Regions from separate parts of the Hordeum vulgare genome. Here region 1 is linked to region 2. A link is a contact called in public Hi-C data. All regions are on one chromosome and are shown on one strand. The core of a region is the stretch at or near the end of the contact, and the rest is flanking DNA. Distances in the headings are between cores, read along the strand shown.

The links. Hi-C and Micro-C count contacts between places; a contact is called where the count stands out from the background.
Region 1: a contact with region 2 is called in a Hi-C map of leaf, with 7 times the contacts expected there. The contact joins the promoter of LOC123443791 here to the promoter of LOC123443787 in region 2. A contact is called at or near these places in 2 of 6 Hi-C or Micro-C datasets (leaf and seedling).

What each region holds. Positions count from the first base shown.
Region 1 is chr3H:338,330,064-338,337,266 of MorexV3_pseudomolecules_assembly, reverse strand. LOC123443791 reads left to right here and starts at 4,478. Exons shown (of 2, transcript XM_045120321.1): 1 at 4,478-4,693. The coding sequence starts at 4,571.
Region 2 is chr3H:337,593,021-337,600,418 of MorexV3_pseudomolecules_assembly, reverse strand. It overlaps LOC123443787 (cytokinin riboside 5'-monophosphate phosphoribohydrolase LOG-like), which reads left to right and starts at 2,914. Exons shown (of 7, transcript XM_045120318.1): 1 at 2,914-3,267; 2 at 3,813-3,910; 3 at 4,429-4,459; 4 at 5,427-5,526; 5 at 5,634-5,704; 6 at 6,508-6,651; 7 at 6,741-7,177. The coding sequence starts at 2,926. The coding sequence ends at 6,842.

The DNA.
Region 1 (7,203 bases), core at 3,229-5,728, 740 kb before region 2:
CCTCTTACCAAGTATATAGGTGCATTAAATTAAATAGATTAATATGGTGATATACAAAAGAATATCCATGTTGACACATGGAAGCAACTGCACCTGCAACTAACAACGCTACAAGAAGGATTGAGCATGCGGTAACATGGCCAAACAAAGGTTTGCTGGGATGTAGAGGGGGTTAGAGGCTTTTCATGGCAATAATGGGGGGCTTGACATAACAGGTGGTAGGCAGTGTGACATAGCGATAGAAATGAGACAACTAGCACAACAATACAGTAGTGGTATCTAGGGAAATGACCATATTGCGTGTGATCCCGCTTGGAAGAAGAGCGAATCCATGAAGTAGGCGAACTGGTGTAGTCGAACGAATCCTCACACTCCGAAGCGGTTCGGAACTCTATCAAGAGGAAGCAATCCAAAAATAACAATCAAAACACAACAAACACCACAACATATGCAGTACATGATGCACAAAAACATACGATGCATGTCCGATTTAATATGCGGGGCATGACAATCTCAGCAATCAAATACTACACATTAAGTGAAGCTCAATATGCAACAAATTGCATATTGACAAAACTCCACACTTGAATTACTTAGTTCACTCCCGTTTAGGTACACGAAAATGTTAAATATTGTTAACCATGGCAAGAGGTGAAGCATAAATAAGTATACAATCTACGCATTTTAAACGAGGTCAGAAAAAACATATAACAATTTTGAAATAACCCCATATGTTAATTTCAAAAATGGTCCAGATCTGAACTAAACATGTCTTATATTTGTTAAAGAGCAAAATAAAGTGGAACATGTGATTCTACACGTCATTCTAGTCGATTTACATATATAGATCATCTAAAATGGGGTTACGGTCTAAAAGATATGACCCTCACAAGATAATATGTCATGAATGCAAAATGTATGCACTAACAACTACGAGCATGTTAAATAATGGATGGAGCAAGATATTATGAAACTAAATGAAATTCTAGGCAAGTTTAAATGAGGCCGGAACAACAAATAACAATTCCGGAAAATCCCCATATGTAATTTTCGAATTTGCTATGGTTCTGCCCTATTCACAATTTTAGAGTTGTTAAATAGCAAAACAAATATCACCATGTTATTCTACATATTTTTCAAGTCGAGTTACATATGTGGATCATTTTAATCGGAGCTACTGTTAAGTAGTTATGAAATAAATTATTTTAATATGACATTTATGCAAATTACATGAACAACAAGTTAAATAATTTTAACATGGTTGAAAGTTGGATATTATGAAACTACACAAAATTCTAAGCATTTTACACGTATAAAGTTTTAAAATCCGATGCACGGTTATTTAATTATTGCCATTTTAAACTCATGCATTTTTTGTAATTATTAAATGTCCTAATAAAATGGATAGATTCGCATGCAAGAATAGGTATCTCAAACTTGCTCCTTTTTCAGGCCAGAATTCCAGCTGCCGGGATTCTCCCTCTTCATGTAAACCTTGCAAAATAAGAGAGAAAATGCATAAGTATTGTACCGTGAAGTGTAATAACAACCCATAAAGCGATAAATATCAACATGAAAGCATAATGCAAAATGGACGTATCAATCACCACTACCCCTCGGTTTGGGTCATTGATCACTAGTTCCATCCCCGTGTTGTTCCTCTCGCGAGGGATGTTGCTGCTAATAGTAAGGGCATCATTCAGGTTACGCCATGTCGGTAGCTCCTCAACACTCTCAGTGCTCATTGGTCCATTAGGTATCATTGGACTAGTCACGTCTTCATCAATCTCTTCTCCCTTGTCAAAGCCAACCTCCTCGGATGACCTCTTGCATGGTGGTAAGCGCTTACATGGAGGTGGGCCGCCCCGACCAGCACCAAATATGTGTTGCCCCTAGATCAGCCCCCTCGAGGAGTGCGTCCTCCAAGTTGCTGATGTTACAAAACCGATTCCTTGCGTTGGGCCAACATCCAACTTCCAAACCACTGTTGTTTTGGTTCCCAAACACCATCGTCACACTCTTCATGATTGTGCCCCATGAGTCCACATACCTGGAAAAAGTAAGGCATCTTCTCATATTTGAGTGGGAGAAAACGACACCCCTCACCCATGGCATTTAGTGGCGTGACTGTTATAAGGGGCTTATGCATTTAGTGGCGTGACTGTATAACTTTGGAGCGGGTAGAATCTCCTTCACTGTGCCTATTCGGCCAGCAAGTTGATCCACAACCTCCACCTTGCGGTATAGATAAAAAATACTATGGATTTGAGCCCAGATGTATAGACCATCAAAGATTACCCAAGATGGGTCTGTCTTGCCATTGTAGTCCTCGATCAGAAGACCCATCCCCTTGAACATCCATGGGCCGCCATGAACGACCTTCTTCCAATCGCCCAAACAAAACATGTGAAACACAAACAAGTTATCTCCCGCCTCTCTGAACTTCGGCACATGCGCTAGCCCCCAGACCGGTTTTAGAGTCTCGAACATTGCAGTGGAACTAAAATGACGTGTCGTGTGCAGTTTTTAGATCGCCATCCATCGTGCCTCTCCCTCAAACTTCTTCACCTCTTCTTCCCCTAAAACCACGCCATCCACCTCCTCATCCTTCAGATCGAGGTGCTGTAGCATCTCCTCTAGATTCATACCGGTCCAGCCGGCCATCGATGAGGACCCTTCCGAAGCCACCATCTAGGGTTAGGGCTAGTCGACCGTCAAGTGGAGAAACCAACCAAAAACGATCTCACACCCACGACATGAGACGAGGATGATGTGTGCTAGCAGGAGAAGGATCGGCTGCGAGGTAAACTCACAACGGAGATGGAATAGCCGTCGGAGGACGAGGAAAAGTACTCATATTTGACTAGGAGTAAACGACACCCCTCACCCATGGCATTCAGTGGTGTGACTGTGGTAAGGGGCTTATGCACCAAAACTCACGCCCGGACTCTCACGTAGTCACCCCCATAGTATAACTTTGGAGCGGGTAGAATCTCCTTCACTGTGCCTATTCGGACAACAAGTTGATCCACAACCTCCGCCTTGCGGTATAGATAAAAAAATACTATGGATTTGAGCCCAGATGTACAGACCATCAAAGATCACCCAAGATGGGCCTGTCTTTCCATTGTAGTCCTCGATCAGAAGACCCATCCCCTTGAACATCCATGGGCCGCCATGAACGACCTTCTTCCAATCGCCCAAGCAAAACATGTGAAACACAAACAAGTTATCTCCCGCCTCTCTGAACTTTGGCACATGCGCTAGCCCCCAGACCGGTTTTAGAGTCTCGAGCATTGCAGTGGAACTAAAAGGACGTGCCGTGTGCAGCTTTTAGATCGCCATCCATCGTGCCTCTCCCTCAAACTTCTTCACCTCTTCTTCCCCTAAAACCACGTCATCTAGCTCGTCATCCTTCAGATCGAGGTGATGTAGCATCTCGTCTAGATTCTTACCGATCCAGCCGGCCATCGACGAGGACCCTTCCGAAGCCACCATCTAGGGTTAGGGCTAGTCGATCATCAAGTGGAGAAACCAACCAAAAACAATCTCACACCCACGGCAGGAGACCAGGATGATATGCGCTAGCAGGAGAAGGATCGGCTGCGAGGTAAACTCACAACGAAGATGGAATAGCTGTCGAAGGACGAGAAACCCTAAACAAGAGGGTAGTGCATAGGCATTCTACTTTTTTTTGTGACACGTCACTCTACTCTCTCCCTGATAATAAAGCACCGATGGCTTTTGTCGTTCGTCATGGCTTTTTTGCAGAAAGGCCCCTATAGTTTTCTTTAATTAACTTGCAGTCCGTTTATAAGTGAGACCGAACCGTTTTTTTCACATTTTACACAAGACCCCCTTACTTTCATGCTAAATAACCCGCGGTCCAAATTGTAGTCAGAGTGAATCGTTTTTTCAAAATTTTACGTAAACCCCTCACATATGTGTTAATAACCCCGAAGTATATTCAGAATAAATATGTATTTTCAAATAACAATATCTTTTAAACCGTAAATTCAATTTAAACATGTTATATTAAAAATGTGTAGAGTTTGAATATTTTGTTATTTTACATGTTAAATATTTTTAAAATACTATATAGGATACAATGCTAATAAATATTTGTATTTATTTTGTATCTGTTATCTGTATTGTAACATGTAAACTTAACCATAAATATTTGCAAAATGTTATAATCTTTGGACATGATGTACTTGCATTAGTTTTTTTTTTACATATTTTATAATTTAAGACTTCACGTGCGTGTCTTTTTTTGTAATATCCATGCGTTCCTTAGCAATGGATTATACTTTTTTTTATTGTTTATTTTTCTTCTGTTGAAACGCACGGGCATTTATGTATTAATCAAAACAAGCAGACCGGACGGGAGGATAGAACGTGGGCTGGGCTGGGATGGACGAACGTTCCGAGGCCCAGCTCGTAACACTGTTTGCCGTCGAGAAGCAGGCAAAATCGTCAATCCTGGGCGCTGTCTGTCATCTTCCTCTCCGGCATTTCTCTCAAAATAATAAAATAAAAACTTCGTTTCCGGCGAGCAAGAAGGGGCAGGATGGGCTACGTATGGCGGGTTCGGCTCTCGTCGTTCGCGGCCGGTGCGGCGACGGCGTCAGCGGTGGGCTTCTTGCTCCTTTACAAAGACCACCTCCTGGCCCGCGCCGCCATCGCCCGACAGGTGATCCCCCGCCCCCGCACCCACACCGCCGTTTAGCCGGCTCCTTTTTCGTTAACATCGACTGATATAGTTCATTAACGTAATTTCTTTTGCGCAAATTGGTAAAGCATCCTCCGATTTGATGTAGCCATTTCTTTACGGTTAGATATAGAAAAACTTGTCGACTCCCTATAATCTCTGATGTATCGTGATCTTGTGTGGATGAGATGTTGCTGGTTGATTAAGTAATCATCTGGTGTTAGATTCTTTCGCTTCGTTGTATCAGAACTCCATTTCCTAATTGAAAGTACTGAACGAATAACAGTCTCATGGAGGTAGATGCGGATCGCGAATGATTTGTTATGGCCGTGGAAAAATACCCTTAACAAAACTGCTGTGATTGTTATGGAAAGGATGGTGTAGTTTAACTCCATTCTTGCTTGTGATTTACCTATTCAGACGAGATAATCAACATTGATTTATCTTCTTTGCATTTTCATGCAGTTTGTCACTTCTCAGCTAGGGATTTCTATGTACTGATGACTTTGCATATACTTCCTCCTTTCAAAAATATAAGACATTCTAACTTTTTTCAATCCGTATGTAGTCCATATTGAAATATTCAAAACATTTTATATTTGTGAACAGAGGGAGTATTTGTCACATATTTGTAAGGTAATCTCCAAAGATAAGAAGAGTGAGTTGTAGACTTCAGTCTGTCCATGTCATATAGTATCGTGTATAAAATAACTCGTACAATAGGGTGTGTCTGAAGCTGATTGTATACAAAGAGTTTACACTAAATGTGATTGCGTGAAAAGACAATAAGGTCGACTCTTAAGATGTTAGAGCAACTTCAATGGGGCGACCCATTTCGTCCGCCGCCATCAGTTTGGGTCGGCGCGGACAAAAATGATGACCCAACACGCCGACCCATTGCCAAAACGCGTCCACGCCGACCCATTTCCGGCCCAAATTTGGGACTGAAATGCGTCGGTGCGGACACGCGCGCGCCCCCTCGGTGTCCGCCCCCAACCATCGCGGTCAACATTATTTATGACGGGCGCCATCCTCGGGCCCACGCGTCAGCGACCGCGGCCGGCCTTTTTTAATCCGAGCATGCGGTGGGTTCCGCCATCTGCTTTCAGAACCCCGCCCGTCCACATCCAACTACCTCCTCGGCGACCAAAACCCTAGCACACCATGGCCAGCGGCTTCCCAAACAAGGGCAAGGCCCCGCTCTACCCCCGCGCCATCTCCCCGCCGCCTTCTTCCCACCAGCCTCGCCAGCGCGTGAGCGTCCCGGTGCACCAAACGCGGTGGCACTGGGAGCACCGCGTGCCGCTCCCTTACCTCGATGTCACGCTGCCGCAGGGCTGGCATCTGGATCCGGAGAGGATTCCGGTGCCGGCCGTGCCGCGGTCGGCGCGGGTGCATGCGGAGGAGGTGAGCCGCCGTCGGGGTCTGCTGACGACGGAGCAGCGGCAAGACCGTACGTACGCGGCCGACTCCCCTAACTGGGAGGTGTGGTTCGCGGTGGAGCACGAGGAGCAGCCCCGTCGTGGCGTGCGAAGTGCAGCCAGGAGGCCCTCCGCCGCCCCCGCCTGTCGTCAGCGACGAGGACCAGGAGGCTGAGGCCGCCTACCAGGCGGCGCTCGCAGCTGTCCTCCGTGACAGCGAGGAGGAAGCGCGGCGCAGGGCCGACGAGGAGGAGGCGTACCAGCAGCAGCTCGCGGAGGCCATCGCGCTGTCGGCCACCGGCGACTGCGTAGTGCCACCTCCGCCGAAGCCCGAGCCCACAGAGCCGCGGGAGGTCTACCAGTGGACCGGCGTCATCCACGAGTTCTTCACGGCGCCGCCCATCTGGCTGTGCGCGACATCGCAGCAGGAGCAAGCCTACCTCGAGCACTGGAGGGCGCAACACCTGCTGGCGTTGCGCGCCGAAGGCCTTCGGCTCATGGAGGTGGAGAAGGAGGCGGAGGAGGAGGAGCGTGCCCGTGCTGCTGCGCTGCCACCGCCACCAGCACAGCCCGCGCTGGCGGGACAGACGACGGAGGCACAGGCAGCTGCGCTCTGGAACACGGCGTTCCCCTAGGCCGGCCCTGCGCCTACGCTGGTCGACCTCACCGGCCCCGATGCCGCCGCCTAGGGCTGGCCTCGTAGTTTTAGTTTTTTTAGGTTTAATTAATGTAATGCGGACGCGTGGACTCTCGCCGGCCTTCGTGGCTGGCTTTTAATGTTTAATTATGTATTTATGTATTTTTTTTTGCACGCCGGTAAAAATGGGTCCGGCCAGCGTTGGGCGCATGCGCCGACCCATTTGCGGAAGCGGACGTTCATGTCCGCCTGTCCGACCCAAACGGACCAAAAGCGGACAAAATCGCCGTCTGTTTGGGTCGGCCCGTTGGAGTTGCCCTTATTGACTAAGAGCATCTCCAACAGATGCCCAAAAATTTGGTGCCCTAAAAATGGTTTTATGTGAGGAATTAGAAGGTTTTTAGGCACCAGAAAAGTTTCTTCTTTTCGAGCAG
Region 2 (7,398 bases), core at 1,665-4,164:
ATCGAACTTCGACTTCTCCCTTTCACTTTCGCATTCTCTATGTGCATCAACAATGACCCGACGAAGATCATCATCAGGCACATCGTCTGGTTCCTCTTGATCTTCAGCTTCCCCCATTGCAGCATCACCGTGTTCAGGGGGCGGGTAGTTGTCATCATCCTCTTCTTCTATGTTTCTTCCATCATAACCCCTCTTTCTCCGTGCTTGGTCCAAACATTATAGTGTGGCATAAAACCCTTCTGAAGCAAGTGGAAGTGAAGGGTTTTATAGTCGGAGAATTCCTTCTTATTCCCACAAACAGTACATGGACAATGCATAAAACCATTCTGCTTGTTTGCCTTAGCCGCTTTGATAAAATTATGCAGGCCATTAATATACTCAGAGGTGCGTCGGTCACCGTACATCCATTGACGGTTCATCTGCGTGCGTTATATAACAAAGTGTATTAAGAACTACACAAATCTTGATGAAAATGGAGCTTGGACAAGGAGCTTCTAAAGGAGAAAGCTTAAGTGTGGCTCACGCATTTCATCGAACACCTCATGTGCATAGGAGGTGAGCTAGAGCACCACAAAGCTCTCCCACAGTCGGCCGAAAATACAGAGCAGTGCACTGCTCTGCTCGCGGGGGTATATGTAGGCCAACCGTTGGTCCCGGTTTGTGGCTGGAACCGAGACCAAAGGACAACCTGAGGTCCCGGTTCCAGCCACAAATCGGGACTATTGGTTGTGGGCCAGGAGCGAGGCACATTGATCTCGGTTCGTGTCTGGAACCGGGACTGAAGGTGACAAACGAACCGGGACAAATGGCCCACGAAGCCCGGCCGGTGCCCAGGCCTCACGAACCGGGACCTATGCCCACATGGTTCCAGGTTCGTGAGTGAACCGGGACTAATGGGAGTTCATCAAGTGGACCAAAGCCCTCTTTTCTACTAGTGCAACGATAAAAACCCATTTGATCATACGTCTAGCTGGGACAGGACTCATCGGGGACGCACTGAATGCACGTCTTCAACATATTCAAATCTCAACCGTAACCTCGCGATAATAAAGGAACTCGCACTGAAAAATTCCGAGCACACTTAGGACATGTACAGTGGTTGATAAGATAGTTTTATCTTATTACATGTAATTTAAAGATGATAAAAAGACATGTCTACAATAGATCATCTCTTAGGCTTATCTTCAATAACTAGCTCATAGAAATATGGTGATACATATTGTATGCTAAGAAAACATTTTTTTTATCTTAAACAAGAGAAGGCAAGTCTTTTCTTATGATTCTGTTTTCTTTCACCTTATCATTTATCCTACGTGACTTTTTAAAATAAAATCATTGTACATGCCCTTACACATGACACCGTTAATTTGGATTTTGACCATTGGCTACTACTCCCTCCATACCAAAATAAATGTCTCAAGCTTAGTACAACTTTGTACTAGAGCTAGTATAAAGTTGAGACACTTATTTTGAGACGAAGGGAGTACTATACTGATAGGGATTTGGTTTGGTTTGGATGCGCAACAAGTCCCATCTTCTCGGAGGTGATACTCATATAGTTGGTTGTTCGTTGCAACTTGCGGGAAGGATCATCTACTACTCCATAGAGGAAGAGAACTAATGGGTAAACGTTTACCACCCGTGCGCCGGCGGAACGCTTCGGCCGAACGCACGCGCGTCGTTGATCTCGCGCGCTCCACCTCATCCTAAACGCCCGCGATTTCCTCCCCATCTCGAACGGCTCGCGCGCTGCGCCGCATCATCCGCGCGCCCCTGCGCCGCCGCCGTCCCTGCGCCAGTCCTTGCCCCCGTCGGCCCGCCCGAATCGCCAGTTCCCGCCACCGTCGACCGTCCGCATCGCCGGATCCAGCTTTCGCCCGTCGTCCTCGTCCTCGTCGTCTTCCCGCCATGGCCGGGGCGCACGTATACAAGTGTTTACAAAACGTCACTCAAAATTGTTGCAACGGTTGTTTAAAAAAGCTTCAACCGTTGATTAAAAAAGCTGCAATCATACATATAAAAAGCTACAAGGCAAATCATACTTTTCCTCGTGAAGTTTTTGGTTGAAGCTTTTTTTTAACGGTTGAAGCTTTTCTATACACGGTTGAAACTTTTTGAGGAGTGACCACGCGAGATGCTGCAGTCGGAGCGGCGTTTGAAACTTTTTTCATACACGGTTGAAGCTTTTTCTGTCAACGTTTGCAACTTCCCCTCGCGAAGTTTTTGGTTGAAACTTTTTTTTTAACGGTTGAAGCTTTTTCTACACACGGTTGAAACTTTTTATCCAGCGTTTGCAACACAGAGGGTGAGATGCGACCGAAACGAGGTGAAGACCGACGGCCTGCATCCATGGTGCTTTCGACGGGCGGCCAAGGCGACGACCGGCGGCGACCGACGGTGAGGGCGACCAGCGATGAGGAGGCGAGGCGGTCGGCGCGTGCTGGGGCGTCGGCGCAGGCGAGGCGGTCGGCACGTGCTGAGGCATCGGCGGAGGCGAGGCGCGTGCTGAGACGGCACCGCGTGCGAGGATAACGGGGCGGTGGGGGCTCGCGCGAGCAGATCTGACGGTCAGGGGGGCCCTGATCCGACGGCTGCTGCGCGACGGGCGCTAGCCTTCGGGCCGGCACACCGGCGCCTAGCACTGGCCGAACTAATGTCACGTTTCTTGTCTCGGTCTCTCTTACACACACAACCACCTAATTTACTCTAACAAAAATTAGTAGGACGAAATGTAAAAACTAGCACCAAAGGGTTAGAAGGACCCCAAACAAATATGAATGGAACGCAAAGCTACGAAACCTTCTTTTTTCTTCAAGAAGAAACCAAAGAAATAGAGAGAGAAAAGTAGTGTACTCTCAGGTCAGTTGTGGGGAAGACATAGCCCAACAATGTTGGACCCACCAACCAACCAACGAACACCCATCCATGCCCAAGCAGAAGCACCCTCTCTCTATAAATGGACGCCTCCCCCCACGACATCCGGCTCAACTCAAGTCACAACCTCGCCTCCCCCTCCCCCTCCCCTACCAGCAGCAGTACCTACCCGGAGCGAAGAACCACCAGCCTTCCCTAGCACCAACACCCACGGAGGCGATGGCAGTCGAGGCCACGACAGAGAAGAACACCGGCACCGGCGCGGCTGGCGGAGTAGCCCCGGAGAGCGGGGACAGGCGCTCCCGGTTCAGGCGGATCTGCGTCTACTGCGGCAGCGCCAAGGGCCGAAAGGCCAGCTACCAGGACGCCGCCGTCGAGCTCGGCAAGGAGCTGGTACGTCATCACCTTCCTCCTTCTCTCCCTGTCACGCTCACGCTCACGCGCCAAGAAGGCAGCCCCCATAGAAATCTTTTATTTTGGGTTTTAAGTTTTGCGGCAATGGAAATCTTCTTGTCCCCTCTTTTATTTCGGTCGCCCCCTCCCCCACATGTCGACCTTCTTGTTCGTGTGTGTTTGGGGATGGCACGTCACCAGCTTCTGCCTGCTGCTGCTGAGCTGTAGAACGTGAACGTCGTGGGGTGCACAGCACAGCGCACTGCATCGGCATGGATCACGCCTGCATGATCATACTACCATGTACTAGTACATGTGGCATGGCAGCTAACATAGTAGCTCGATCACGCCTCACGCACCGCACGCGCTGGACAAATGGTTGCTGCACCATTTCTGCTCTCCGAAATGGTCATGGAAGACAATAATGGCTTGCTTTCTTCCCGGAAGGAAACAATCCTTCTTGTTTTGCTTCTTCCATGTACTAGGAGTATTTCATCAAAACAATAAAATCCCACCTTTAATTCGGTTTCTTGTTTGTGTTGCAGGTGGAGAGGGGCATCGACCTGGTCTACGGAGGAGGCTCCATTGGGCTCATGGGCCTGGTCTCCCACGCAGTTCATGATGGAGGACGACATGTGATTGGGTAAGTTCATTTCATTGCCTTGCCTCCCTCCCCACCATGGCATCATAGGCAGCTCTCTCCTGCTTGTTTGCACAGCAGGTGCTCCATCCATCCATCTATCTATCTATCTTGTTTGATGAGTGGTGTTCCTGTGCGTGCGTCCATGCTTCCTGCGCCTTCTTGGTATCAAAATGGCAGCCTTTGCTTTGCTTTGATCGCCACAGGTAGTGGGAGGCATTTTGAATGCGTCTGGGTTCCATTCACAGGAGTGGAACCACCTTTTGGACTCGCTTCCGAAAGGCTCCTAGCCTGCATGCTCCAAATGGACTCCTCCTCTTTGGACGTATCTCTAATTATTGCACGGCACCCTGTAGCTAGCTGTGCAGTGCCTACACTGCAGACTGCACTACACTAGGAGCACTGGGCTTTGGTTTTGCCAGTTTCTTGCCATGGCAAAAAGCTGTGGCCTTACTGTGTTTGACTGCTTTATGCTGAAAACTGATGTATCTATCTGTTTGCTCTTCTCTTTTGTTTGGCAGGGTCATCCCCAAGTCCTTGATGCCCAGAGAGGTGATACTCCTGCCCCATTTGGTTCATGTTTCTAGTGCTTTTACTCCATTTTGCTAGGCATGCGTGCCTGCCATATCCACTTCAATTCTCTCTGCATTTACGTTCCTCACATGAATATAGTGCGCCGGTCCAACGCCAATGCGTGCTCCCTTTTAAATGTACTACTACTACTACCAAAGCTACTGCTTCGCTTGCCTTGCCTTTGGATTTCATCGGATATGCAACCTAGTAGTAGCAGTAATAACTTCGCTTGCCCTTGGAGTAGTACTAGTAGTACTTTTACAAGTAGCTGAACATAACTAGTAGCACTTTTACTAAGAGGGTGCTTGGATCCAAGAGACTAAAACTAGTCTGACTAAAACTAGTCTCCTTAAGAGGCTAAAGTTCCAAGCACCCCTGACTAAAGAGAGGCTAAAACTAGTCTTGAGGCTAAAATCTTTTAGTCAAGGGTACCCCTACTAAAATGTGCATTAGTCCTCTCTCTCCTCATTTAACTCCTTATGCAAGTTCTGGATTGGAGGGTTTGGAGGATAATAAATGCTCATTAACTTGATTTTAGTCTCTTTAGTACTTGGATCCAAGCATGGATGAGGCTAGCAAGTTTTAGTCTCACTACTTTTAGTCTATCCAAACACCCTCTAACTGTCCTTGTTATTGACCAAGGTATACGGAGAAGTAGAGCTAGTAGTCTTTTTCTTCTTTATTTATTACTGTACTAGCTACTCCGTTCTACTCCTAGTACGAGTACAGTATGTGATGAGCTCATGCAGTACGTACTGCACACAAATGTGTGTGCGGTGCTTTACATTCAAAGAACCTCCTTTCTCAGGACCTTTTTTTTTAGGTTGTTGCAGCATTTGCTAGTTTCAGTAGAGGGTTTTGAACAGATAATTTATCACCAACCCTAAATGTGCACTCATTAATAGTACTGCCTGCTTAATATTCCTGTCACTGCTTCAAATTTCAGGTCACTGGAGAGCCTGTGGGGGAAGTAAGAGCTGTCTCCGGCATGCATGAGAGGAAGGCCGAGATGGTTCGCTCTGCTGATGCTTTCATTGCCTTACCCGGTATGAGAATCTTATTATAGCTACTCCCCACATAGATCTCCTGTCAAGTGTGAATCACTGGATTCTTCAAATGCAAAATCTGAGAATCTCCATCTCTTGCACCACAGGTGGCTACGGGACTTTGGATGAGCTGCTCGAGGTCCTCACCTGGGCCCAACTTGGGATCCACAAGAAGCCGGTAACGACCAAGTCTGATTCCTTGTAGTAGCATCAAGAATGAATTCGATCGGGTCAAAAGCTTAATTATATGCCCATGATTGCGTGATAATTTAACCATCATGCGTGCTGCCTGCATGTTTCCGAATCCCTTGCTTGTCTGATCTGCAGCTATCTAGGCAATTAGTTTAGCCCAAAGTCGTTTATGCCAACATCTTGGCCTTGATTGTGGCTTGGTGGTGCTCCCAGTCCCATCCCATGTGATTGGCTGGAAGCTTTCGCCATCTAGAGGATGACAAATTATTGATCAATAGTTTAAGCAGCCTACCATCTCAGAATGTTGCATACCAACGTAATAGTTTGGGGAGCATGCGATCCGCAATCTCCATTGTTTATAGGTACCATTAGAATTTAGAATGATGTTTGAAGGATCTTGTACCAGTCGGATTTACGTTGAAAAAGGAATGTGTTGTTGGCATCTAAGGTAGACGACCGATCCACGAACCACACAAGGTGTAGAGGAGTGGACGGTTTGAATAATCTCTTCAACTAGCAACTAATGTTCTCCACTTCGATTCATCATATCTATCACTATTATTTGTGCTTGAGGGGCCCCACCAAATGTTGTATTAGTGGTCCTACGTGGAACGGATCCATGTTATATTCTTCAGAAAATACGTAGTACTCCGTATATGTTATGCTGAATCTTAATGATTAGATTCGCCTTTTACTATCCTCAATCAATACAGTAGAGTAGCAGCACACATTAGCACTAACCAGTAGGGGTTAACGACTGATCTCTTTTGGTGAATATTGACTGACCAGATTGGGCTTCTGAACGTGGATGGGTTCTACAACTTCTTCCTGTCCTTCATCGACATGGCTGTGAGTGAAGGATTCATAAAGGAGGACGCGAGGCACCTCGTCATCTCAGCTCCTACCGCCAAGGAGCTAGTTCTCAAGCTTGAGGTAGTTATCAAAGACCCAATATCGTTAAGGTTAAGAATTTGGCACGCCGTTAGTCAGTGTGTTGACATCTAGTATGAATGAATTTGCAGGAATATGTTCCAGACTACGAGATCGGGTTGGTTTGGGAGGATCAGGGCCAGATCGGCCACGGCTTCGTGCCAGAGCTGGAGCCTGGCATTGCGTCGTCATGATATGATTCATCCTGGAAGCGTTTCTGAACTAAGTAACATCTGACCGTGCAAAAGAGAGAGAGAGAGAGAGAGAGAGAGAGAGAGAGAGAGAGAGAGAGAGAGAGAGAGATGGAATGTGCTAGTCCTTGTCGGTCGTAGCTTTTGTCGCTGCCGGTGGCATGACAGTGTTAGCATTGAGTTGCAGTAGCAGTGTTAGCATTGGGTTGATGATGGCGTTCTTTTGGTCATAGCTTAGGTAGAAGTAAGTGATTGCATGTACAAATGTGTTATGTAGGAGCAGCAGCAGATGTGTGTTCCTTAATTATCAATCAATCTAGAGTGGAAAAATTGTCTCACTTTGTGTGTGTTTGCACGTGTTGGCCATGGATTTTATATTTGTACGTACAAGAAGCATGCATGCGACGGGAACATCAAATTTAATGGAGTGCAGTGCACCCAGACCATACACCATCCATCCCTGGATTACTCATTCTCAAGAAACGTTGTAGACCTCGACACCATGCAGCATGAAGCGCGTGTGGGTCATGTACAAGGATGCGCAAACAAATGATGATTC